Regions from separate parts of the Mus musculus genome. Here all the other regions are linked to region 4. The links are chromatin contacts, called in public Hi-C maps. All regions are on one chromosome and are shown on one strand. Each heading gives the region's core, a stretch centred on a gene start, on an enhancer-like site or on the middle of the called end of the contact. The rest is flanking DNA. Distances are from core to core; before and after follow the strand shown. Region 1 has its middle 16 kb from the start of 4930453N24Rik. Region 2 has its middle 33 kb from the start of Gm33971. Region 3 overlaps Htr1f (5-hydroxytryptamine (serotonin) receptor 1F). Region 4 has its middle 68 kb from the start of Pou1f1.

Evidence for each region. A called contact is a pair of places that touch in the nucleus more often than the background predicts.
Region 1: a contact with region 4 is called in a Hi-C map of bone marrow-derived macrophages, with 14 read pairs. The contact joins two enhancer-like sites. A contact is called at or near these places in 3 of 39 promoter capture datasets (the 3T3-L1 cell line, hippocampal neurons and pre-B cells), 7 of 484 Hi-C or Micro-C datasets (B cells, the G1E-ER4 cell line, the HPC-7 cell line and 3 more), 8 of 115 datasets of contacts at active chromatin or transcription factors (the 230-238 cell line, cardiomyocytes, embryonic basal ganglia and 3 more) and 3 of 9 other capture datasets (adipose tissue, embryonic stem cells and liver).
Region 2: a Hi-C map of bone marrow-derived macrophages shows a contact between it and region 4, with 14 read pairs. The contact joins two enhancer-like sites. A contact is called at or near these places in 1 of 15 datasets of contacts at CTCF or cohesin (the NIH/3T3 cell line), 1 of 484 Hi-C or Micro-C datasets (bone marrow-derived macrophages) and 4 of 115 datasets of contacts at active chromatin or transcription factors (bone marrow-derived dendritic cells, bone marrow-derived macrophages, embryonic stem cells and 1 more).
Region 3: a contact with region 4 is called in a Hi-C map of bone marrow-derived macrophages, with 14 read pairs. The contact joins two enhancer-like sites. A contact is called at or near these places in 7 of 39 promoter capture datasets (the C10 cell line, cranial neural crest, embryonic stem cells and 4 more) and 2 of 484 Hi-C or Micro-C datasets (bone marrow-derived macrophages and nephron progenitors).

The regions. Positions count from the first base shown.
Region 1 is chr16:64,751,948-64,758,611 of GRCm38.p6, reverse strand. No RefSeq gene overlaps it. Among named protein-coding and RNA genes, the nearest start is that of 4930453N24Rik, 16 kb to the left of the region's middle. Within about 2 kb of position 2,106, at least 43 of the 459 cell types and tissues checked have an H3K27ac peak or open chromatin away from gene starts, as enhancers often do. A contact at or near this core is called in bone marrow-derived macrophages, where this site is marked.
Region 2 is chr16:64,904,601-64,910,491 of GRCm38.p6, reverse strand. No RefSeq gene overlaps it. Among named protein-coding and RNA genes, the nearest start is that of Gm33971, 33 kb to the right of the region's middle. Within about 2 kb of position 3,206, at least 7 of the 459 cell types and tissues checked have an H3K27ac peak or open chromatin away from gene starts, as enhancers often do. A contact at or near this core is called in bone marrow-derived macrophages, where this site is marked.
Region 3 is chr16:64,932,848-64,938,781 of GRCm38.p6, reverse strand. All of the region lies in intron 2 of Htr1f (5-hydroxytryptamine (serotonin) receptor 1F), which reads left to right. Among named protein-coding and RNA genes, the nearest start is that of Gm33971, 61 kb to the right of the region's middle. Within about 2 kb of position 3,656, at least 12 of the 459 cell types and tissues checked have an H3K27ac peak or open chromatin away from gene starts, as enhancers often do. A contact at or near this core is called in bone marrow-derived macrophages, where this site is marked.
Region 4 is chr16:65,449,094-65,455,084 of GRCm38.p6, reverse strand. No RefSeq gene overlaps it. Among named protein-coding and RNA genes, the nearest start is that of Pou1f1, 68 kb to the left of the region's middle. Within about 2 kb of position 4,199, at least 27 of the 459 cell types and tissues checked have an H3K27ac peak or open chromatin away from gene starts, as enhancers often do. A contact at or near this core is called in bone marrow-derived macrophages, where this site is marked.

The DNA of each region.
Region 1 (6,664 bases), core at 857-3,356, 690 kb after region 4:
TTCTTTTCCTGTACATAGGTGACCATATTATTGAAAGAGACGGCCTGTAGTAAAAAATATTTACATAGATTGATTACTAAGAAAGCCAAACTTTATAGAGTTACCTGAGAAACCTGACTCCAGAAGACTTCCGAGAGGCCAGCAGTTTGTTATTTCAGGGCCGTTGGAGCGACTGACAGATCAGCCATGTTGCAGCAGCTTCTGCTGTCCATTGACTTCTTTTTATTAAATGTATTGTCTGGCTAGTTAGCTAATAATTTGACTACCTATCATGGCTGGAATCTTGGATTGAGTGAAAATGAGAAAGGAGGAGCCAGAGAGGTGGCTCAGTAGTTAAGAGCATTTGAGGCTCGTGTGAAGGACTAGAGTTTGGTTCCTAGCTTTCAAAATTGCCTACCACTGTAGCTCCAGGGAACCTGATATCTTCTTCTGGTCTCTTCACCATCATCTTGGTGTTTTGTGTACTGCAGAAACTGTTGGGGTTTATTTAAAACCACATTCTCTCTCTCTCTCTCTTTTAAAACCACATCCTCTCTCTCTCTCTCTCTCTCTCTCTCTCTCTCTCACACACACACACACACACACACACACACACACACACACACACACAGAGTGACAGAGAGACAGACACATGGACACACACACACCACTGAACACACAATAGTAGTTTGTTTTGGAACGTATATTGTCAGCGGCAGGACGGCATTCACTCTAGAAGCCTTCTTTGCATTCCAGGAATAACTGCCAACTCTTCAAGCCTTCAAAGGCCCATGAACTAGGCGTGTTTCCACTTGCTCAAGAGGCCTCTGGCCGCATGCACTCAGGTGTGGCACAACTAGTTAAAGGGTGTCACTTGATTACATCCCTTTCTGCAGCAGGGCATGCTGACTGAGTGAGCCAGAACTCTTCCTGCTTTCAGACCCTGGCCGTCCAATAAGCTGCTCCATACAGAAAGGAGGCTGTCTTCGTCAGGGTTTTACTGCTGTGAACAGATACCATGACCAAGGCAACTCTTTTGAGGACATTTAACTGGGGTTGGCTTACAGGTTCAGAGGTTCAGTCCATTATCATCAAGGCATGGTACAGGAAGAACTGAGAGTTGTACATCTTCATCTGAAGGCTGTTAGGAGAAGACTGGCATCCAGGCAGCTAGACTGAGGGTCTTAAGTCTATGCCCACAGAGACATACCTACTCTAGAACTGCCACTCCTCAACACGGTTGCCCGTGACATGAGCAGACCTGTACCTCTGACCTCAATGACTGAGCGAGAAAAAAGGGTTGAAGAAGCTTTACACCCAGCCCCCGTGTCCTCTTGTCTTAGTTTGCTTTAGCTCTTTTCCACCTTGACAGTCTGTGGGGTGTCTCAGGATTGTTCTCCAGCATCGCTCACTGTCAGACACTGGGCCTTCCCACAGCAGTCTCTGATGTGAGGACTGATGAAGTGGATGTCTCGAGTTCTGATCCTCCATCCAGGATGAGGGGCGCACAGACCGACTTCCACCACCAAATTTAAGGTTGCCAGAACAGATGTGTGTGTGTGTGTGTGTTCTATTTCCTGTTACTAGACCCTCCAGTCTGCTGTCACCAAGGCCAATTGTACTGTCCTGACTTGTTTCGTATTTGGGGCTTCGGGGTTTTCTTCCCAACAAAGACTAAGAATTGCAGTTTTACATTTTTTAAAAAGTTTATGTTTTGTTCTTTGAGCCTCCCCCCTACCCCCGAAAAGACAGGGTTTCACTGTGTATCCCTGGCTGTCCTAGAACTTGCAACTCACTTTGTAGACCAGGCTAGCCTCAAACTCACAGAGATGCTCCTGCTCCTGCCTCCTGCATGGTGGGTTTAAAGTTGTGTGCCACCATGGCCCCCCTCACCTCTTTCTTGATTATTGACATCATTCCCATCATTCCTCTCTTTCTTTCCTAAGAATTTAGTCTACACTCTGATATCGTGACTTTTGTTTTTCATGGGTATTGGGGGAATATATAATCAACCATCTGATCGCAGTAATACCCAATAAATCTCATATGCCACCATGAGTAACTGAGCTACCTCTAATGGTGACAGCATCCACGTGGGTAAATAGGAATGAAAACTGGTGTAGCCACTAGGGAAGTCGGTGTAGGTTCCTCAAAATACTAAAAATAACGACTACATGACTAAGCTATTCAGCTCCTACATATAAATACCCAAAAGACTCTAAGTCAACGTACCACAGAAATATTGCTGGTCCATGCCTATTTCTGACTATTCTCATTACCAAAGAAATGGAACAGGATTATATATTACCAGCAGATGAATGGATAAAGAAAATACGTATACGTATGCACAATGAAGTTTTATGAAGCCATGAAAACATTTTAGATCATGCAGGAGATTGGCAGAAAAACAGGTGCAACTGGAGATCATTACATTAAGTAAAATGAGCCAGCTTCAGAAAGACAAATATGCCATTTTTTTCTCATATGTACAATTTCATTCTCTATCTCTCTCTCTGCCTTCCTCACTGCATGTGTGTCTGAAAGGGGACCATGGGATGAGAGGAAGAGATCTCAAAGCTAAGCAAGAGATGAAGGGGGACAAAAGAGAGTAATGTGATGCTAATGACAGAAGAGCAGAACCTCTTAGTGGGAGGCAGGGGACCACTTCCTCGACATGAGAGTAGGGGCACTGGAGGAGAGGGATCAGAACACAGTTCAATGACATACATGTATGAAGATTCTATAAGGAAATAAATGCATGCCTTTGTGTGGTAACTTAAAAAAATAGAGGAGAGAAAATTTGCCAATGTTTCAGAAGACTTCAGACTTTTGAGCAATGCTGGTACCAAGTCAAGGAAAACAATTGCAGATAGACTGAAGGTATCTTGTATTGTGAGAGGTATGCGAGCCTTTTTAAATTGGGGTGGAAGATTATGGCTTAGATTGTCAATATCTCCTAATGTCTACTATGAAAAAAATGGCCAAAGTTTGGGCTCTTGTGAAGATTCTGATCTCATGAATGGACTAATTTATGTTTGGACTCATGGCTTAGTGAGTTCTAGGAAAAAGGCCTATAAAAGTGAGCTCTCTCTATGTTTTCTGGTCATGATGTGATAGCTTTGATCTGTTATTTACTTCCCACCATAGATGTTCTGCCTCATCACTGGCCTGTGCACTAGAGCCATCCAAATGCTGACTTTTGCCTCTGAAACTGTAAACAACCCCCCTCCCCCGAATAGGTAAAATTTAAAGATTAAGTGAAGGGTTATAATATAAACAAATTAGGGTTTTCTTAGTCAATTTTGAATGAGAAGATATATTTTATTTTCTAAAGTAAATTTGTTCCAATTAATGGATTTGTCCTGCTGACACAAGTTACTGATTTCCTGAGGATTTTGATAAAAATTCTAGTTTTTCCACTCTTGAGTATTAACTTTAAATCATCAAATTTTAATTATTTAAACATGTAGACTAGATTCCATTTTACTAGAAACAAATTTATAAAGGTCCAGATAGCATGAGATATATTGCAGATGGCTTCTTCTTTGCATCTGCATCCCTTCTTGGTTGCTCACAGTTTTTCACTTAGTATTAAGAAGAATTAGAGCCCTTTATCCTTTCCTTGCTCAGCACCAGATGTCTAGGATGCCTCTTAGCATCATCTGGAAGGAAAGCCCCCTTCGCAGCATTGCAAAGCAGAATGTGGAAATTTACTGACATCTTGTGGCCAAGTCAGTTCTCCGAGTGTTTTCTGTCCACATCAAAGGATTGGCTTCCTATTGGTCATCCAACAAAAAAATACATCTGTCTGAAGGTCCTGAAGTTTGTGATAGTTTTGAAGTCCTGTCTCAAAGAGTTGCAAGTTAGCAGCAGAGCACTTGTCGGTCTGCATATGCACTCCAACTCCAGCATAGCACCACAAAACAAGAGACCCCATGTTCTGCTTTATTAAACAATTTTTATATTAATTAATTAATTAATTAATTAATTATATAAGGGGCTGGTGAGATAGTTCAGTGGTTAAGAGCACTGATTCATCTTCCAAAGGTCCTGAGTTCAAATCCCAGCAACCACATGGTGGCTCACAACCATCTGTAATGAGATCTGATTCCCTCTTCTGGTGTGTCTGAAGACAGCTATAGTGCACTTACATATAACAATAACTAAATCTTTTTTTAAAATTTAAAAATTAATTATGTAAAATTTAAAATTGTACGTGTGTGTGTGTGTAGGTCAGAGGACAGCTTTCAGGAGTGGTTTCTTTCAAAGTGGTATCTGAGATTACAATCAGGTCGTGGATCCTGACAGCAGACGTCTTTTCCTGCTAAGGCTTCTTGCTACCTCTCTCCCTCCCTCACCTTCCCAACCCCAAGTCTGTTTTGAATGATTGGCCCATGACAAGGGTTGACAATGGCTGTGATGACTTTCCCATCCTGGGGCAGAGGAGGGAGGGGCTGTGGGATAGCCACTTGAGGAGACTGGGTGGGAGGCCCCATGGGATGCCTACAATGAATTTTAGTAGCTGAGCTCATGACTTAGAAAGCAGATTTTAATCATCACTAAGGAGAAGTCACAGGATTCTTGTGGGCCAGGCAGGAGAAGGGCATCCAATCAGTATGTGTTTTCTATTCTGGTGTCCAGTCTCCCTGGCTCTGTGTGTCTCCTGTGCACCCTGGAAACTTTGTATATTGGGTGAGGGGATTTGTAAGTGTCTGGCAATTAAACCTTTGTCTTCTGGAAGTTAGTGACCTTTTCCCCTTTTCCTCTGGAAGTACTTTTTACAAGATTTGTAAGTAAGAGCTCTCCATAGTCTGCGTACCGTGAACACATTGCAGCGAACCTTCCATACTTCATTCCTCTGCAAGGCATAAGACTTTGCCAGGTTGCTCAGCCGCCACGATCAATTTGCCTTCATTCATCTTTTAGACTTAATTTGCCAGTTCTAAAAATCTCCTAGTCTTTCTCAATTTTAGTCTTTAATCTTTCATGTTCTGAGCAGAAAGGGTCAGAAAGCTAGCCTGTCTTCAGCCATGGCTGAGAGCCTGGCATCCTTTTCTTCATACTGCAGTGCAGCTTGATATATGGTTAGACAATAGAGGGTTGGGCATTCTTGCAATACTTTAGCAGTGCTGAAATCTGCAGCATGGTACGAAGGAAGCTAAAGTTTGAATGTAACCACTTTATTTAAAGGGTTTTTCTTCTTTAATTTAAATGTCACCGAACTGAAGTAAACATAATTTTGTTGACCATATTCATGAATTATGAACATTATTATTATAGAATTACTATAGATGCAACATGCATTGGTAGACTCATGTGATGGTCTGATGTGATAACTTCATTTCATACATTTACATATCCTGGTCTGTATGCATTTGCATAAACAACAGCAACAACAAATTCCTGCCTTGCTCTGATTGAAGGATTTCCAGGACTGTTGTCTGCTCCTGAAGTTTGTTTTAAGTATGTGTATCCTTTGTTTGTATTTTGTATTAAGAAGTAAGGAAAAGAACCCCTTATTGTTGAGCATGTTGATATTGTCTTCTTTATTTTTTTTTTCCTTCTTGGGAACCTATGAAACAAGTTATTCTTTTTCTGTAGGGTTTTTTTTTTTTTTTTTTGTAAACCTTTTGGTTTGTTTTATTTAAAAATGGCTTTATAAAAGGGCTTTTGTAAAAAAAAAAAAAGAATTGAAACTAAATGCTCATGCAGTTAGGCAAGCAAGAGCTCTTCTGTAGCATTGTATCCCCTTTCAGACTGCTGCTCTCTGGGCTTGTCTCAGTCCCTCCCCATTGATATTATTCTGGTGAGGGATGTTGAAGCCAGCGCTGAAATGAAGGTCTGCAATGCTACTTTATGTCATTCAAGTCTGAAAAAAAAAAAGCCAGAATTTTGCACATCAAAAATAACTATGCTGAATTGCAGAGGAATTGCTAACATTTTAAATATAAACTTTATAGCCCAACAAGGATACAGTAGGGTAGGTAAATTTTTGGGATGGGGGCAGGGAATTTTTAGGAACTGTAAATGTTTATGCTTGGCAAATAACTGTTTAAGAAACCTGACTTTTTTCGCTTAATGGACTCCTAAATAATCTTTGCATTGTTACTTACTGAGGAGAGAAAAAGAGAGGGAGAGGAAAAGGGAGGGGGAAGGGTATGGGGAGGGGGAGAGGGAGAAAGGGAGAGGGAGAGAGGGAGGGGGTAGAGGGGGAGGGAGAGGGTAAGGGAGAGAGGGGGAGGGGGAGAGGGAGAGGGGGAGAGGGATAGGGAGGGGGAAGGGAGAGAGGGAGGGGGAGAGGGAGAGAGGGAGAGAGGGAGAGGCACATATTGCTGAATATATTGTTTTTGCATATCATTCCAAGTCAGTTGGTATTAGAAACAGACAGAGCATCCATCCATTGCCCCAGGTCAAGAAATCTGTGCTTCATGCAAAGTCCTTTTGTTCCATTCACAGAGGCCACAGGAGGCTCAGGAGTGCAAGACCATCATCACCCGCAAAGGAACCATGTGCTTGGGTGGCAAGATTATAATTTGTTAATATGATCAATTATTCCAGTTAATGGATTTTCTTATGCAGTGCAGATGAGATAGATCCTTTCATAGTTTGTACTGTAAGTATATTTGATACATGTTTTTAAATGGGTGATGACAAGTAGGGTAGAGAATCCTCCATGTGATTATAG
Region 2 (5,891 bases), core at 1,957-4,456, 540 kb after region 4:
AAGAAGGGAAGGAAGGGGAGGAAAGGGGAGGGGAGGAAAGGGGAGGGGAGGGGAGGAAAGGGGAGGGGAGGGGAAGAAAGGGGAGGGGACGGGAAGTAAGGGGAGGGGAAGAAAGGGGAGGGGACGGGAAGAAAGGGGAGGGGAGGGGAAGAAAAAGGAAAAGTGTAGGTTGGGGCAGGGAAGTATAATCCAGTGTGAAGATATCATTTGCTGCTTATTTGATGTCATTTATTCTCATTGATGGTACTACTTTGTGAACTTTGTTTTGCAGCTATGTTTCCTCCTTTCTCTCTTTGTACGTTTTTATAATTATCAATCATTTGTTTCAGTATTGGGGAATGTTGTATTATTGCACTGTGTTAGTCAGGGTTCTCTAAAGAAACCTGAAATAGCATGAAGCTAAGTACATTAAAAGTAGACTTACTGGAACAGCTTATATGCTGTGGTTCATGTAGTCCAATAATGGTTGTCTCCTGATAGAAAGTCCAAGAGTCCAATAGCTATTCAGTCCATGAGGCTGGATGTCTCACCTGGTCTTCAGTGTATGTGGAAATACCAAAGAAGTAGGCTCTAAGAGTATAGAATGAATTCCTCCGCAGCATAGTAAATGAACTTGCCAGTAAGAGTAGGGTCAAGCAGGCAAAAAACAACTGCTTCCTTCTTCTGAGTCCTTTTACATAGGCTGCCCCCCAAATGTGTGGCCAGGACTTAGAGTAGGTCTTCCCACTGCAAATGACCCAATCCAGAAAAAAACCCGCACAGGCTTTTGTGGGGCCATGATAGGCAGCCTATTTTGGTTGAATGAGGCTTGCTCCAGCCACTCAGTAGAAAACTCTACAAGGGACAGAACACCGAGCCACATTCCCAGAGACAGGTGCCTGAAACCACAGAGCCCCCAACTCCATAATTCTGTGACTATAAGTCACACAGACAATGCCCCAAACTCCTGGCATTCTGGCTAGACTCCACCCCCACAGCTACCACCTGACTATAGCCAGGTATGCTCCTCCCCACAGTTACCTGGAAACAGCAGGATAGCCAGCCCACTATAAAAGGAGCTGCTTGGCCGCTCCTTGCTCTCTTTAAGCTCTCATCATTTTTACTCTCTTCTCTAGCCCTCCTTCTCTCTTTCCCTTCCCCCTTCTCTCCACATGACCACGGCTGGAGTCTCTCTATCTACCTTCTCTCTTTCTCCCTGCCTTTCTACAATAAAGCTCTAAAACCATAGACTGTCTCTGCTCATCAAGGCACATCATGCTTGAACGATGGGATAGGCTTTCCCCTAATGAGCCGTGTCTAACCTCCCACTGGAAGGCCTTCCTGTGTTCCAGTAACAGACCTGACCAAGGACTCTCACCCACGTGGGAACTATCCAGCACACCCCTCTCCCCCTGCGCTCTTCTCCCTTTGATTTAGCCGCCCCTCGGGCTCCCCATTTGTTCTCAGCTCTTCCGAGGTGTCCAGTGGTGTCTGGGATGCCCGAGACTGAGGACCTGGTACCTAGGATTGCCCCTTGTCCACCACCCACCTAGCTGGGGTTCAGTGGCTTTACACAGCCAGACACCCACACACATACCCAGGGCCAAGTGGAAAGTGCGGGGCAGTCTTCCATGTCTGCCCGCCCAGAGCAGCAGAACTCTGGAGGACCTCGGGTTTTCTTCTACTCCCTTTATTCCCCTGGCGCCCATTGACCAATAGGCTTTTGGGTTTTAGTTGAGTCCAGATGTAGTCAAGCTGACAATCAAGATTAATTATCTAATGCACAACCTTTGCTTAAAGAAAATTTGCTTTAAAAAAAAAATACCATCTTGCTACACTGGATCTACACAAAAATGGGCCATCAACAGCCAGGCAGAGCCTCCGCACAGACTTAGGGGTTTCTCCATCATTGCTCAACTGTGTTATATGAATAGATTCAGGAAAACGAGGAGTCATTGCTTTAGTGATGTACCCATTGGTGACCCCACTGGGCTCCAACAGATAGTTCTACTCAAGAGGTTAGCAGATAGCAGATGATTTAATTAAATGGGCCACACAACAAAATCAGCAGCCATGACTGGGAAAGGGACAAGTAGGGACAAGCAGAGGTTAATAAGGGTGTAAGAGAAATACAAAGAAACAGAAGGAAAAGCAATCAGAATACATTGAGTGCATAGATGAAACTGTGCACTGCCTAAAAATTAAATTAATAAAAAGAAAATGATAAATGCCTTCACATGAATGAATGTTATAAGACAGTCAAATATGGAAAAAATCTATCACCCATGCTTATATGTTGCATAATTTAATTTTTAAAAGAAATCTGTGTAAAGAAAAGCATTCATATAGAGAGAAAGCTGATATGGATTGAGTAGTATGTGTGAGCAAGAGTGAACTGGATTGCTTACAGGTAGAGGTTTCTTTCTGAAAGGAAGGACATAATCTAAGAGTGCACAAATGTGAGTATTCTAAATCATGACTTTTTTTTTACATTCTTATGAGGTGATAAAGAAATATCATCCTGCCTCCAAGTGTGGTGGCACATGCCTTAATCCAAGCCCTGGGAGCCTGAGGTGGGTCAAGGCTAACCTGGGCTGCATAGTGAGTTCAAGGCCACCCTGGGTCTCACAACCAGAACCTGACTCTCAAAATCAAAACCAGGGAAACAAAGTGAACCATCCTATGACAGAAATTACTCTTTTTCACAGGCAGCTTGATTTTAGGTAATTGTGACTCAGTTGCTCTATTTGTGGATGATAAAGTAACCATGGAAACCGCAGCTATTGTTTAAAGATCACAATTGGAGGAAGAGAACAGAAGTAGGAACTTGGAAAGCTGAGTAATTGTTTCCTCGGGGAGGGGGGAGAAGAATATAATTGTGAGTGTTGAACTAATGTGACAGTCCATGAGGGGAACCAGATTGTCTCGTACTCAGCAGAGACAGCAAGCTCTATTTCTCTGGAAGAAAGCTCTAGAAATTTCAGGGGAAAGAAGCTACAAACATAAGTTTAGCAACTTTATTTTCCCTGTTGGTCTCACACTTATTTTTATCTGTAACAAAAAGCAATCATACCAAGAAGAAACAAACAAACAAAAAAAGCCTTCATTAAGTTAAGGAAATCTTTCTTGTTGATTTAAGATAATGGGAACATTAATACTTTAAGGTTTAGGCACTGAGTGGGGAATTAAGCTGCTGTTTGCCGCCCTCTATAGACGAATCTAAATCTCACAGTGAAATTCAGGAAAACATTCCTCCTTATGAAGACATTCACTGTTTGTTTAACAGAGAGGAAATATTCTAGGTAAGATAGGAACAATTTCGTCACAAAGCTATCAGAATGCACCAACATACACAACATACAACATACAGTGGTATATCCTACTGTATACACAGGCCATGTGGTACAACCTACTGCTTTTAAACTACAAAACATGCACAGTGTGAGAACTATATATAGGCAACTGTGACACAGTGATAAGCTGACGTCTAAACATGTCTAAACACAGAAAAAGAATAACAAGAATACAGTCTGTTTACTCGTAAATAAGAATGTTTCTATTGTAATACTATGGAGACACCTTTGAATGTGTGGCAAATTGCTGACAGGAGCCCTTATCCTGTGGCAGGAGATACTGTTAAAATCCAGATGTGTATTTATGAACTTGAAGCAAAAATATTCACAAAACTGCAAATTCTCTTTTTCTGCTACATTGATGTCCTGTGACTCAGAAACACTGGCTGTTCGGTGATTAAGAAATGAAGACCTCGGGCTGGTGAGATGGCTCAGTGGGTAAGAGCACCCGACTGCTCTTCCGAAGGTCGGAAGTTCAAATCCCAGCAACCACATGGTGGCTCACAACCATCCGTAAAGAGATCTGACGCCCTCTTCTGGAGTGTCTGAAGACAGCTACAGTGTACTTACATATAATAAGTAAATAAATAAAATCTTTAAAAAAAAAAAAAAAAAAAAAAGAAATGAAGACCTCCCTCCTTTTAGTAGTTTAGAAATAGAAGGAAGTTAATGATGTAGTGGGGATAGAAGTTAAAATTTGATTAGGTTGTGATCTTTTTAAAGATTTATTTATTTGTTTATGTAAGTACATTTTTGCTATCTTCAGACACACCAGAAGAGGGCATTGGATTCCATGACAGATGGTTGTGAGCCAACATGTGCTTGCTGGGAATTGAACTCAGAACCTCTGGGAGAGCAGTCAGTGCTCTAAACTGCTGAGCCATCCTTTCCAGCCCTGGCTGTAATTTTCAAATAACCATTTGATACCTATGCAATCTAATTCTCCTCTTCATCACCACCTCATTCCATTTTCATTTGCTGGCCAGCCTTCTGCCAAGAGAATTTCCCCAGAATAAATGCAAACATTGATGCAAACATTGTCTTTTCAAGTTTAAAAAAAAAATCGCGATGCAGGAATAACACAGAAGAAATGCAAAGGAATATTTGTCTCCTTCACATTCTTCAACAATTGGGCAGTCAAGATTGAAGTGTGGATGGAAAACTCCTGAAGGGATTGCAGAGCGTGAAAATGGAGTTTCTGAGCCTCTTTTTTTTCTGAGACCCTGAGCACCTAAAAATCTTGTATTATACAGAATTTTTTATTTAAGGAAGAATGTGAAGGCTGAAATACAGCTGTGTGATGTGTTAAAGGAAACAAAATCTGACGCAGCCCCAGTGAGTCTTCTGGCCTACAACAGCATGAAAGGGCACAGAGGTCTGAGCAGGAGCCAGATTGAGGCGGGTAAAGGGCACACACAGTGGTTGCCCTGGAAGAGCCATTCAAGACACAAGGAAAAGTCACTACACCAGGTCACAACCTGGTTACAACTACGCCTTGAGCCTGATGTCTGAATGAGAAGAGAATCTCTGGGCACCATATGAAGTGAGCTACCTTTCAAAGAGTACCCCTATACTGAAGCAGGTCAAATAATGAAAAAAATAAAATAAAATAAAATAAAATAAAGAGCCTTTTCCCAAACCTAGAAGGAAAATTTTTAGGGAAAGTAGATCTTAAATGTGTGGCAATCAGAAAACCTAGAACAAAATTTCTCTAAAACAAAAATAATAATAGCTTATGCCTTCAGACAGAAATAAAAATGTCACCCAGATACAAGAAAAGTACATAAGGACAACGTAAACCCTATTTGTCTCCACTTACGGATCCTTTCTATCTCCATTGAAGGACCAGGCCTGATTTTGAAAAAAGGCACCAACTCCAGGAACAGACCATACGTTCCAGAAACTAGACCATAAGACACCAGCCCCAGGGACACACCATAAAATCCAAAACAAGATCATAAAACCCCCTCCCAAAGAACAGCCTGGAGAAAACCACAAAAACGGGGAAACACCTTATCTCAGAATGGACCATCTGCAGTGAGGAGCCCTATCTCATCCTATGGTTAAAGTTCATGACATAGGAATGCAGAGCACTGGCCACCTGTGATCCCTAGCACCCACCAATGACATTTTAGATTACTTAATCCTTCTAGAGAGTTCCCTCGGCTCCCTATAAGAAGGCCTGCATGGGTCTGGAGTGATGGCTTAGTAGTTAAGAGTACTGACTGCTCTTCCAGAGGTCCTGAGTTCAATCCCCAACAACCACATGGTGGCTCACAACCATCTGTGATGGGATGCGATGCCCTCTCCTGGTATACATGAAGAGAACAACAGTGTATACATAACATAAATAAAGAAATCTTAAGAAAGAAAGAAAGAAAGAAAGAAAGAAAGAAAGGGAAAGGGAAAGGGAAAGGGAAAGGGAAAGGGAAAGGGAAAGGGAAGGGGGAAAGGAAAGGGGAAAGGGGAAAGGAAAAGGGAAAGGGAACGGGAAAAGGGAAAAGACAAGACAAGACAGACTGCATGCCTTTGTCTGGGGTCACCATTTCAAAGAGTAGT
Region 3 (5,934 bases), core at 2,407-4,906, 520 kb after region 4:
CACACATGCATACACACACACACACACACACACACCAGGCCAGTGAGATAGGTCGCTGAGTAAAGGGTCTGCCATTCAAGCCTGATAATCTGACCCCAGAAGGAAGCCCACATTCAAACAAAGGCAGCCGCATGCAGAGGAATGTAATCCCCACACTCCTAAAATGACCTGGTGAGACAGACATCAGCCCTGCTGCTAGCTTGGAGTACACAGCCCAGACTCAGAAACAAGAGAGATGCTACCTCAACCAAGCAAAAAAGAAAATGGAGCCATGAAAATTGTCCTCTAACGTCTATACACTCTATACACCTACACCCTCATACACATGTGCATTCATACCACACATACACACACACAACTACACACAACTACAACAACAATAAAATGAGAACATACACACAAATGAAAATTTGCCTGACTTAGAAAGGTCATTTTAAAGACAACCAAACTCTACTTGTTACCAAATAACTCTTAAGTAAATTCAGGCAGCCATCTTCTTAAATTATGTCTTTGGATCTATAATTTAACCTAGTGGTCCTAACATATAATAGCTATGTAAACTTTATTACATATAGTATACATTTCTAAAGATAGATATATATCTTTATACATATATGTATACATATATGTGCAGGTGCCATCAGAGTCTAGAACAAAGTATTATATCAGCTGGAGCTGGAATTACAGGCAGTCATGAGCCACCTGATGTTGGTGCTAGGACCCACACTCCTTCTCTCTGAAGCAGTAAGTGTTCCAGCTCTCTAAACTACTTTCTTACTTTATATTTTATTTTTGTACTCTCTTGGCAAATCCCTAATATTCCATATAACTCTATGTAATTTAAACTTCTGTCATTTGCCTGAGGTTGAAAACATTTATCTTATACTCCAATAATGATAGTTAATTAAATTATCAATAAAGAGAAAATTGCTCTCTTAGGCAAAGGTTAGCAACACATCTGCCTTGATATCCAGATGAGTCCCATGAGTGAGTCATTGCCCATGCTCACTAAAGCATCCTTGTTTTCCAGATCCTTGTTTCTCACAGCGGATGATTAACATTTCCATTTGCTTTATCCATTTGGGACTAACCTATAGAGGCTGCCCAATGGTGATAGCCTTTGGTAGACAGACACTCTTACACTGCTCCTTTACTTATTCCCCCTGCAGACCACACAGCACCTTTTGGAGCATGAAAAGTTGCCTGTGGGAATGAAGATTCCCAGTCAGTACCAATTTGATTCCCCCACATCCTATATCTGAAGTATGTGCTATCCTCAGCATTTAGGTCTTATCAAGTTCTGGTGGATAATCAAGAGTAATTGCAATCACCTCAATCGCTTTGGGAGGATCTTCAGTATAGTCACAACCAGCAACCCAAGCATCACACACCTGGCACTGGGGTTTTATTTGGCAACTTCTGCGAAGAGCATTATCCCCCATGTAAGGAAACTCCAATTAAATAAAGCTTGTGCATGCAACGTGTGTGTGTGTGTGTGTGCGTGTGTGTGTGTGTGTGTGTGTGTGTGTGTGTGTGTGTGAAGCTTATAAAACAATAGTATATGACTTTTTAAAGCATCCCTTCTAAAAATTATGCCTCCCCAAACCATACACACAAGCATAAAGAAAAGAAAATGTTTAAACATTTTAAAAATAATTAATGGGAATTAATCAATAATATTGATACTAAATATTTATATTCATTAAACATAATTGGAAGCAATTGTTCCTTCTCTGAAATTCATATTACCTACTCTCTGTCTCTCTACCTAATTCCCTCACACATAATTCTCTCCCTATAGTGCTGATTCCACATTTCTGAGAACGTTTGAAAATACCTTACTCAAAGCCCATGCAAATTCTTCTCTCGGGGCTGGAGATGGGCATCTGTGGTAGAGTACTTCTCTAGCACTTGTGAAGCCAGAATTTAGTCACCAGTACAAAAACAAAAAGCAAACACAAACAAAAAACTCAGAATTGTGCAACTTTGTGGCTAGCACTTCAAATTAATTGGCATGCAAACAGAGATAATTAGTAAAGAGAAACGATCAAAGAGAAATGAACTTGGCAGAGGCCACTGAGATGAAAACTACCATAGGATGCCCAGCCTTTCCAGTCTCCTCCTCAGCTCCTTGATGACCCCTCTGGATGCCCATGACTCTCTGTAATGGAGTCACTTGGTTTTGTCCTCCTTGTCTCAAACTGGATTGATTGGATTTTATTTTTGATAAGCAGCCATGCCCTTTATAAGCTCACTTCAATCCAATTAATAACTTGAACTTACAGAAGGTCTGGCTAGTAATACATTTCCATGCAAATATGCTCCATTATGTGGTCTTTAAAAAGATGTTCTGACATCTGTTTGGTAGTCATTTCCTGTGCCCCCTTTACCTATGTGTGTGTGTGTATATATACATGTGCATATATGTGTATATACATATATATGTATGTATGTGTATAAAGTTAACTTCTACCCAAAAGAAAAATACCAAATTATAAATAAAACAATGGAAAGTATAAGACTGAAGCAGGTCAGATAAGACCACAGTAAATTTAGGAGGATATGTGTTATTTCATATTAGGCCTTGCATAGACACAAAAAGCATTTTGATAATATATGGTATCCCTTAAAATAAAATCAATTGGCATATGCCAGGATCACAAGATAATGATGATATTTTAGAACAAACCTATGAGTAGTCACTTTTGCAAGACACGTTGAAGACATGGGACCGGCAAAGATTTAGTACAAAATGCCAAAAATTAAATACATTAAGTACATTACTGTTACCTATTAACCTGCTTTGAAATAATGTGGTAGAACTTCTTGATTTTTCTAACTGTAACATAGTAACTAGTTGCCAATGTTCCCTTACCCTCTCACCATCTACTCTCACTGACCTCTGGTGTTCACCATTCTACACTCAACTTCTACAAAATGGACTTTGGGGAGGGGGGCACAGGTGAGGTAGGATTTCTGTATGTAACAGCCCTGGCTGTTCTGAAACTCTCTTTGAGGACCACGCTGACCTTGAACTCACAGAGATCTGCCTGCCTCTGCCTCCAGAGTGTAGATATTAAAGGCATGTGCCACCGCACCCAGCTCCAAGATGGACTTCTTTAAAGCTTCCTGTATGGGAGAGCTCATGCCGTCTTGCCATACCACACTTGCTTCCCTTATCATAACCATAATAGATCTTTTTTTTTTAAATTCTCTTTCATAAGTGAAGGAAACTCCATCCACTGAATGCTAAGCATGTGATATTTACAAAATAATTTGCCATGATAGTTATGTAAAACACAAGAAACTTTATTCTCACATAAAAAGAATAGAAGTCCACCCTCTCTACAGAGTAGGTCAAGATGTATCTGTGTTTATTTCCAGAGCAAAGATCTGAACAGTAACGAGTAAGCCCCTTACCACATGAAGTATACTAAGGGAGTGATAGCTAAGCATTTATAATAAATCTTTAGCAACACTTCTTGCTGTGTGACTTTTATTATCTCTGCATTATAATAATGAAACTTGGTCTTTGAAAGCCATTTTCCTGAGTTCATATTAATAAATGAGGAAGCAGGATGGTTAAGGACATTCTGTTGGATCCGGGGTTCCTCTCCCAGTGTGGTACTTCATACTGCTATGGTTTGAATGAATGTCACAAAGTTTCTACTGTAGAAACTTAAGTCCCAGTGTAACAGTGCTGGGAGGTGGGGCTTCTCCACAGCAGTGTGTTAGTTGTCATTTTTCTACTTTCATGAATTAGTGTCCCTGTTGCAAGTGTATTTCATAACAGAAGTGAATTTTACACCCTTCCTCTTTTTTGTCTATCTTTGGCCATGTGGGGGCAATGCAGTAAAAGGCTCTTGAAAGGGTAACAGTCCCTTGCTTTTAGACTCCCCAGATGATAGGTAGATAGATAGATAGATAGATAGATAGATAGATAGATAGATAGATAGATAGAGACAGATCAACACTAGATACACAGATAGATAGATGGAGATAGATAGATGATAGATACATAGAGAGATGATAGATGATAGATAGATAGATAGATAGATAGATAGATAGATAGATAGATAGATACAGATCAACACTAGATACACAGATAGATAGATGGAGATAGATGATAGACACATAGAGAGATGATTGATAGATAGATAGATAGATAGATAGATAGATAGATAGATAGATAGATAATAGGTAGGTAGGTAGATAGATACATAAAGAGATGATAGACATAAATAGATATGATAGAGAGAGATAAATCTACACTAGATACACAGATGGATGGAGATAGATGATAGATACATAGAGAAATGATTGGTATATAGATAATTGATAGATAGATAGATAGATAGATAGATAGATAGATAGATAGATAGATAAAGATGATATAGACATAGAGCCATTTAAAATAACCTAGTCTGCAGCATTCTCTTAAAAGAGCACAAAAAAGACTAAAACAACTGCCTTGACATTCCAGTCTCAGACATAAACATAGGCTCTTATTGTCTTCACACCCCTACTTCTGCCATAACTTTCTTCTCCTCCTCCTCCACCCTCCCACATGCTTGGCATCCTCCTTGTCTGAGTCTCAGCAAGAGTCAAAGAAACAGTACACACTGTACTGTACAGAAATATTCCTATTTGCTTCCTTTCCTGCAGCAAATGCTTCCCATATCTAAGAGTTACACTGAAGTTTTCCCTAACATAGCTGCAATTTAATCCCCCCTCCCTGTCAACAAGACGACTGAGCAGCTGTCCCCTGAAAGTAAGAATCAGAACATTTGAGCAACGTAATGTGCATCTATGTTAAATACCTCCTAAGATCACAATTGGTATCTTCAATTTAAATATTTTTAAAATTAAGGGATGGTGATATGGCTCAGTGGCTCAAAGCACCTGCAATGAAGCCTGGCCACCTGAGTTCACAACCTGTGACCCATGAAGTAGACATAGAGAACCTACTCCCACAAGTTGTCTACCTAGCACCCACGTACACGATCTACCACGTGTGCTCCCATACATATACATACATATACAAGCATATACATACACACAAATAAATAATTAAAGAAATGTTTTTAAATTTTGGCTAAATCTGTCTGATGAATCAACAAATTGGTGTCAATGACCAGCAGAGAATAGCGGTGTTCTCAAAGCACAGTCTTATGGGCTGGCATATTTATTAGGGAGAGAGTCATTGTTAAATGACTAACCATGACTCATTTGCCTCTTGACAGGTAGAGAAAACTTTTCCATATGGAACAAAGCCACTGCTACAGTTGATTACATAAATCCTCCTCAAACATCACCATCTTTTCTCTAATAATAAGGCACAAAGAGAAAAGAAGGGTGAAGAATTAATTTCAAATAAGCACTCCAAGCACGGTCACTTGAATCAGGGACTGGTTAGGAGATGAATCACTGAGAATACCATTGGATTAAGCAGTTTAATTAAGGTCTTAGAGTTAACATCAATTTCTAGGCTAAAACATAAAGAACAGGGAAGTAAAACCCTATCCTCAATCTGCCACCTAAAGTCAAGGAAGCACCCTCAGAAGACTTTCCCCACAGATCCTCAAACTAGGTCCTCCCCAGAGGCCAGCCTGGAAAGATGCAGTGGTTTTCACGTGCACTGCTATGCTGCATAGCCAACTACACCTCTGCCAGGTCCACCTTCTCTTCAGCCTTTCAGTCTTGTATATTGCAGGGTATTGGACCTCATACATTGACTTGGGGCGAGCAGGAAGCATGAGAAGATTGGAATTAGACCATGTGTGCATGTGCATATAATTGCATATACATATATGAATCATATAGTGTGGCACCAATGTACAATGGAAGTTTTATGTGTCTCAAAGAAAAATGGAATCATGAATTTTGAAGGTAAATGGATGGAACTGGAAGATGTACTGATTGAAATGACTCAGA
Region 4 (5,991 bases), core at 2,950-5,449:
CCTTAATGTGATAGCTTTCCATTTTGACATAGTTTCTGATATGGTGCAGAACTATTGACTATTGGTTAACTAAAGGAAAGTAGTTCTTTTAGTCACTAGTTATGATAAATGCCTTACAAATTGATTAGACATTTTTATTTTATTTTTTATACTTAATTTTTTCTTTTTATTAGATATTTTCTTTATTTACATTTCAAATGTTATCCCCTTTCATAGTTGCCCCTCTGAAAATCCCCTATCTGCTCTCCCCTTCCACTTGAGGTAAATCTCCAACCCAAATATGCCCTGGCAATAAAAACACAACTCAATTAATATAAATACATGCTGTGTGCCTAGATTGGGCAGATCTACCGCTACACTGCCATCTTCCACATCTATGAGGCCCCTTAGAACTTGCAGTTTCTCCAGGCCGTGTGCTTCTGTTCTGCTTTTCTTCTTCCTCCCCCTCCTCATCTATGTCCTCTCCCTCTCCCATTTTCTTCTTCTGTTCTCTCTCTCTCTCTCTCTCTCTCTCTCTCTCTCTCCCTTCCACTCCACCTACCCTTTTATCTGCCCAATCATCAGCTCTCCTTTATTTTACAAATTAAGGTGGGAAGCAGGTTTACAGGAAATCAGCTGAGTGCTGACTCATTCCTTGTTCTCAGCCCCTCACTAAGAAAACAGAATTAACATCAAATTTAATTAGCTCCAGGACTATCCACAACACCCTTTCCTAGTTTCCCCTTGGAAAATGCTCTATCTGCTCCCTACTCCCCCTGCTCATCAACCAACCCACTCCATCCATTTGTCTAGGAATTTCATTAATTCATTGCTTTTAATAGCTATGTAGTACTCCATTGTGTAAATGTACCACATTTTCTGTATCCATTCCTCTGTTGAGGGACATCTGGGTTCTTTCCAGCTTCTGGCTTTATAAATAAGGCTGCTATGAACATAGTGGAACATGTGCCCTTATTACCAGTTGGAACGTCTTCTGGGTATATACCCAGGAGAGGTATTGCTGAACCTTCCAGCAGTACTATGTACAATTTTCTGAGGAACTGCCAAACTGATTTCCAGAGTGGTTGTACCAGCTTGCAATCCCAACAGCAATGGAGGAGTGTTCCTCTTTCTCCACATCCTCATCAGCAACTGCTGTCAACTGAGTTTTTGATCTTAACCATTCTGACTGGTGTGAGGTGGTATCTCAGGGTTGTTTTGATTTGCATTTCCCTGATGATTAAGGATGTTGAAAAGATTTTTAGGTGCTTCTCAGACATTTGGTATTCCTCAGTTGAGAATTCTTTTTTTTTTTTAGCTCTGCACCCTACTTTTTAATAGGATTATTTGGTTTTCTAGAGCCTAACTTCTTGAGTTCTTTGTATATATTGGATATTAGCTCTCTATCAGATTTAGGATTGGTAAAGATCTTTTCCAAATCTGTTGGTTGCTGTTTTGTCTTATTGACAGTGCCCTTTGCCTTACAGAAGCTTTGCAATTTTATGAGATCCCATTTGTTAATTCTTAATCTTATAGCACAAGCCATTGGTGTTCTGTTCAGGAATTTTCCCCCTGTGCTCATATCTTCTAGGCTCTTCCCCACTTTCTCCTCTATAACTTTCAGTGTCTCTGGTTTTATGTGTTTGGATTAGACATTTTTAAAAGGGATGAAGTAATGGGTATTGTACACACACACACACACACACACACACACACACACACACAAAGCAAGTGTGATTGAGCCTTGGACTTCCTCAGAACAAGAATCTGTTTTCTCAGGCCTCTCATGATCTGAAACACACTGTGTGTTTAACCTTTTAATAATTAACATTTTTTTTTAGTGTATCACTTGGGTTTTTCTCGTGTAAATTAAAAAAGATTTCTAACACATATTATGAGAGTCTAAAATTAGAGATAACAAAATATTAATACCAAAAATGTAAGCATCAATATTTCAATATAGTTTATAATATCCCTAATAGAAAGGGCTAGAATAAAGTGACTTCTAGCAATATGAGTATACTGTATACAAAATATTTCAGCCTGTGGATATATTAGACACTGTATACACTACTTTCATTTCCTGAAGCAATTCTGCTTCTCACAACCATCCTTAGAGCCTAGTACATGGGTAATATTCAGTTCATGGTGGGATGCTCTCATACAGCAACTCCACAGCTCCTGACCAAGCATTCTTTATCTATCAGTGCTCAACACCAGGCACAGACAGCAAGCATGAGTACACAGTCAAAAGCTAGCAATGAGACTGGCCCTTTTTGTTGCTATCCCCAGTGATCTATTTAATTCTTATTCTGATACTTTATAGGTTTTCGTTTTATTTCCAAAGGTAGAATAGTTACAGTGGACAGTGCTAAGTGGTACTACACATAGCATATTTGGGCCTCTGCCTTTCCAGAAATAGGTTTTTATCCCCTGCACTGTTCACTATGAGCTATGCTTAGTGACTTGTATATAGTCTATAGAGACAACAAAAGTTATAGTTATGACATTTTCAAGCTGCATTTGTAGAAAGATTGACTTGTCAGTCTCTAAACTCCTTAAATGCTTCATCTCCCCTCATGTGCTTTTGAATCAACAGGGAAAGCCATGTCAGTGGCAAACATGAGGACCCTTATGGAACTTTACTAAGAGGACCATGAAATGAAGAATAGAATACTTTTTATCAAAGTTAGTAAGGACTTGAGTCCTCCAAAGAAAGATAGGTATGATCCTGGAAAAGAACCCTCTCAGCTGCCTGTTCAAAGGGAACTGGAGCTATATCTTATGTCCACCAGTATCGCCAGGAGAAACTATGTACCTAAGCCATAGAATCTATGAGGAAAACAAGTATTTATGTCTCCGTTACTAAGCTTTATTGTAATTTCCTATACAGAGAAAGATAGTGGATGCTGAGCAATATGGAAACTGACATTCTTCAGGAGGTTGACCTTTGTGGAATTTGATCTTAGCCTGTGATCAGCACAATGCAAAGGAAGATGATAACAGAGACCAGGGTAAAAGTAATCACAGTAGAAGCCTGACGGTCAAAGTTCAGATCCCAGGACACAGCAAAATCTGATGTGACAACACACACCCCAGCACTACATCAACATTGCGGGGGCCAAGGATAAGAGAATCATCAAGGAGCTCTGAGGCCAGCTAGCCTGGAGTTCATGGTCCAATGGCAGAAACAATGAGAGATCCTACTTCAAGCAAGGGAAAAAGGAGGAGCAACTCTTAAAAAGTTGTCAACTGTCCTCCACATGTCTGTAGTGCCGTGTGTGCACTACATGAGCTTACATGTACCCCTGTCTCTCTTCCACAGGCATACATGCACAACAGCTATAAATATATGAGAGTTTTGTGGAATAACGTTATAACAAATATTTAAACACTACATTTGGTTCCTCGCCTAGACTTGGTCATTGGGGCTAAAGCAGATAGACCAGCAACAGAGAATTGCTCCTGTGGATCTCACACTGAGATATCAACAGTGGCGATCTGGGATGCTTGGACTTTGAATACATCTTAAAACAGAGCCAGTAGGATTTCCAAAAAAATTTCAGGTATTTGGAAGACATATAGTCAGACAGACAGACAGACAGAACCCCCTGAGAGAGAGAGAGAGGGAGAGAGAGAGAGAGAGGGAGAGAGAGAGAGAGAGAGAGAGAGAGAGAGAGAGAGAGAGAGAGAGAGAGAGAGAGAGATTGAGGAATTAAAATAGAGCTTTATCTTTGAGCCTCTTCGGGTAGAAGGTCTGAGTTAGAAGTATGCACTTGAGAACTATTGCAAAAAATAATAAATAATTTCAAATTGATATAACTATTGAAACAGCATGGAAAAAGACAAAGGAGAATGCCCTGAGCCTTGGTGTCCTCCACAGTGAAGAGGCAGACTGAGGAGAAAGCTTGAGGAAAGAAAGAGAGCAGAAATCCAGTGGAATGAGACCAGCATGCATTGCTTCCAAGTCATCTGGACTGCCTCTTCCTGTTTTCCCATCCTCTCCCTTCTAGCCAGCATTCTCCATGGAACCAGATAAGGAGTTTCTCTGCAAGTTTTCTTAGGAAACACTTCCTGTTAAATACTTCAATGGCTTCGTTTTACCTTTCTGAGCCTTGGCCTTTTGTTTTGTTAAACTTTCAACGCCTAAATCATTTCCATTGGCTCTCCTGATATGATTGTCCCTGCTTCTGACCCTGAATGACCTACTCAATCTGCGTCCCGAATTCCTGGTTTGCACAATCCATGACTCACTTCCTGTTTTGATTTCCATTTCATACAGCCCTGAAACTATTTTTAGTGAAGTTCAACAAAAAAAGTGGGTGCTTTTTTTAAAAATTTTTAATATTTTTTTTTATTACGTATTTTCCTCAATTACATTTCCAATGCTATCCCAAAAGTCCCCCATACCCTCTCCCCCACTTCCCTACCCACCCATTCCCATTTTTTTGGCCCTGGCATTCCCCTGTACTGGGGCATATAAAGTTTGCTTGTCCAATGGGCCTCTCTTTCCAGTGATGGCCGACTAGGCCATCTTTTGATACATATACAGCTAGAGTCAAGAGCTCCTGGGTACTGGTTAGTTCATAATGTTGCTCCACCTATAGGGTTGCAGATCCCTTTAGCTCCTTGGGTACTTTCTCTAGCTCCTTCATTGGGAGCCCTGTGATCCATCCAATAGCTGACTGTGAGCATCAACTTATGTGTTTGCTAGGCCCCGGCATAGTCTCACAAGAGACAGCTATATCTGGGTCCTTTCAGCAAAATCTTGCTAGTGTATGCAATGGTGTCAGCGTTTGGAAGCTGATTATGGGGTGGATCCCTGGATATGGCAGTCCTTTTGTCACAACTCCAAACTTTGTCTCTGTAACTCCTTCCATGGGTGTTTTGTTCCCAATTCTAAGAAGGGGCACAGTGTCCAACTCGAGCGGGTGCTTTTAACTGTACTTTGGGTTCCTTTTGTTAAATCTCCTAAATTATGTCTGTTCTTCTGTGTGATGATTTGCTGAAGACCCCTCTTCAAAATATGCTCTGCAATCCTCTTCCTACATTCATTTTCCCTAAATTCACTATTTAGTTAAGAAACAAAGACCAATATCCAAGTCAAGTTCCTGGTAATTGTTTGATATTAACACATAATATTTGAATAATACCTTATACTCTAAAAAGTAAAAGGGGAAAACAATTTATATTACTATTTATTTCACTGCTTAGAATTAGATAAAATATTGTTTTGATATGAAAACAAACAATGCATGAGTGAGTGCTTCCTTATTTTCTGATTTTATGATTACTAGTTTACTTTTTATGTTTTAACATTTGTAAATGTAAATTGTAAAATATCAAAACAACTTTTTATTGAATTCTAGATCTAAAACTCATAATACTGAATTCTAAAATAGACTCTTACTAGGAAGCAGGAACTTAAGCATTTATCATAAGTTTTTGGTCTATTTGTTTGTTTGAGTTGTTGGTCCTCACAGGTGCTAATATGACCAGAAATGTCTTTCTAAACAAACAAAAAATATGACCCTACCAATGAGAGATCCAATAAAAAAATGATATAGGTAGTGGCCACTTGAAAACTGTGACCTTGTGTGAATTGTCTGAGCAGCAGAAGTAAAGGGCTTCTTTACATTGCTATAGTCTTTCCATTTTATTGCCTTAATGTCTCTCTTTTTTACATATTGATACTTAGATATGTTATGACAAGAAGTTACATAAAACAGCTATTGTTTCATTTTCTTTCTATAAAATAATTACATGTATTTAAGAAACTGGAGGAGACAAACTTGTTGGTATTTGACATGTTCACTCGGTGTTCCATATTATTTCCATTGTTGGTGTCTTGTTTGGTAGTTTTTGAAGACTACATTTCTAATTGCTTAACCTATTTTCTAGGTTTCTATTTGTTGTCAGGCATCATTAACTGCACAGAAGTGCCTTCATTCCTAGAGACAGCCAATGGTGCCTCACTGCAAACGGCTGACATTATGGGTTAGACTCCTATCT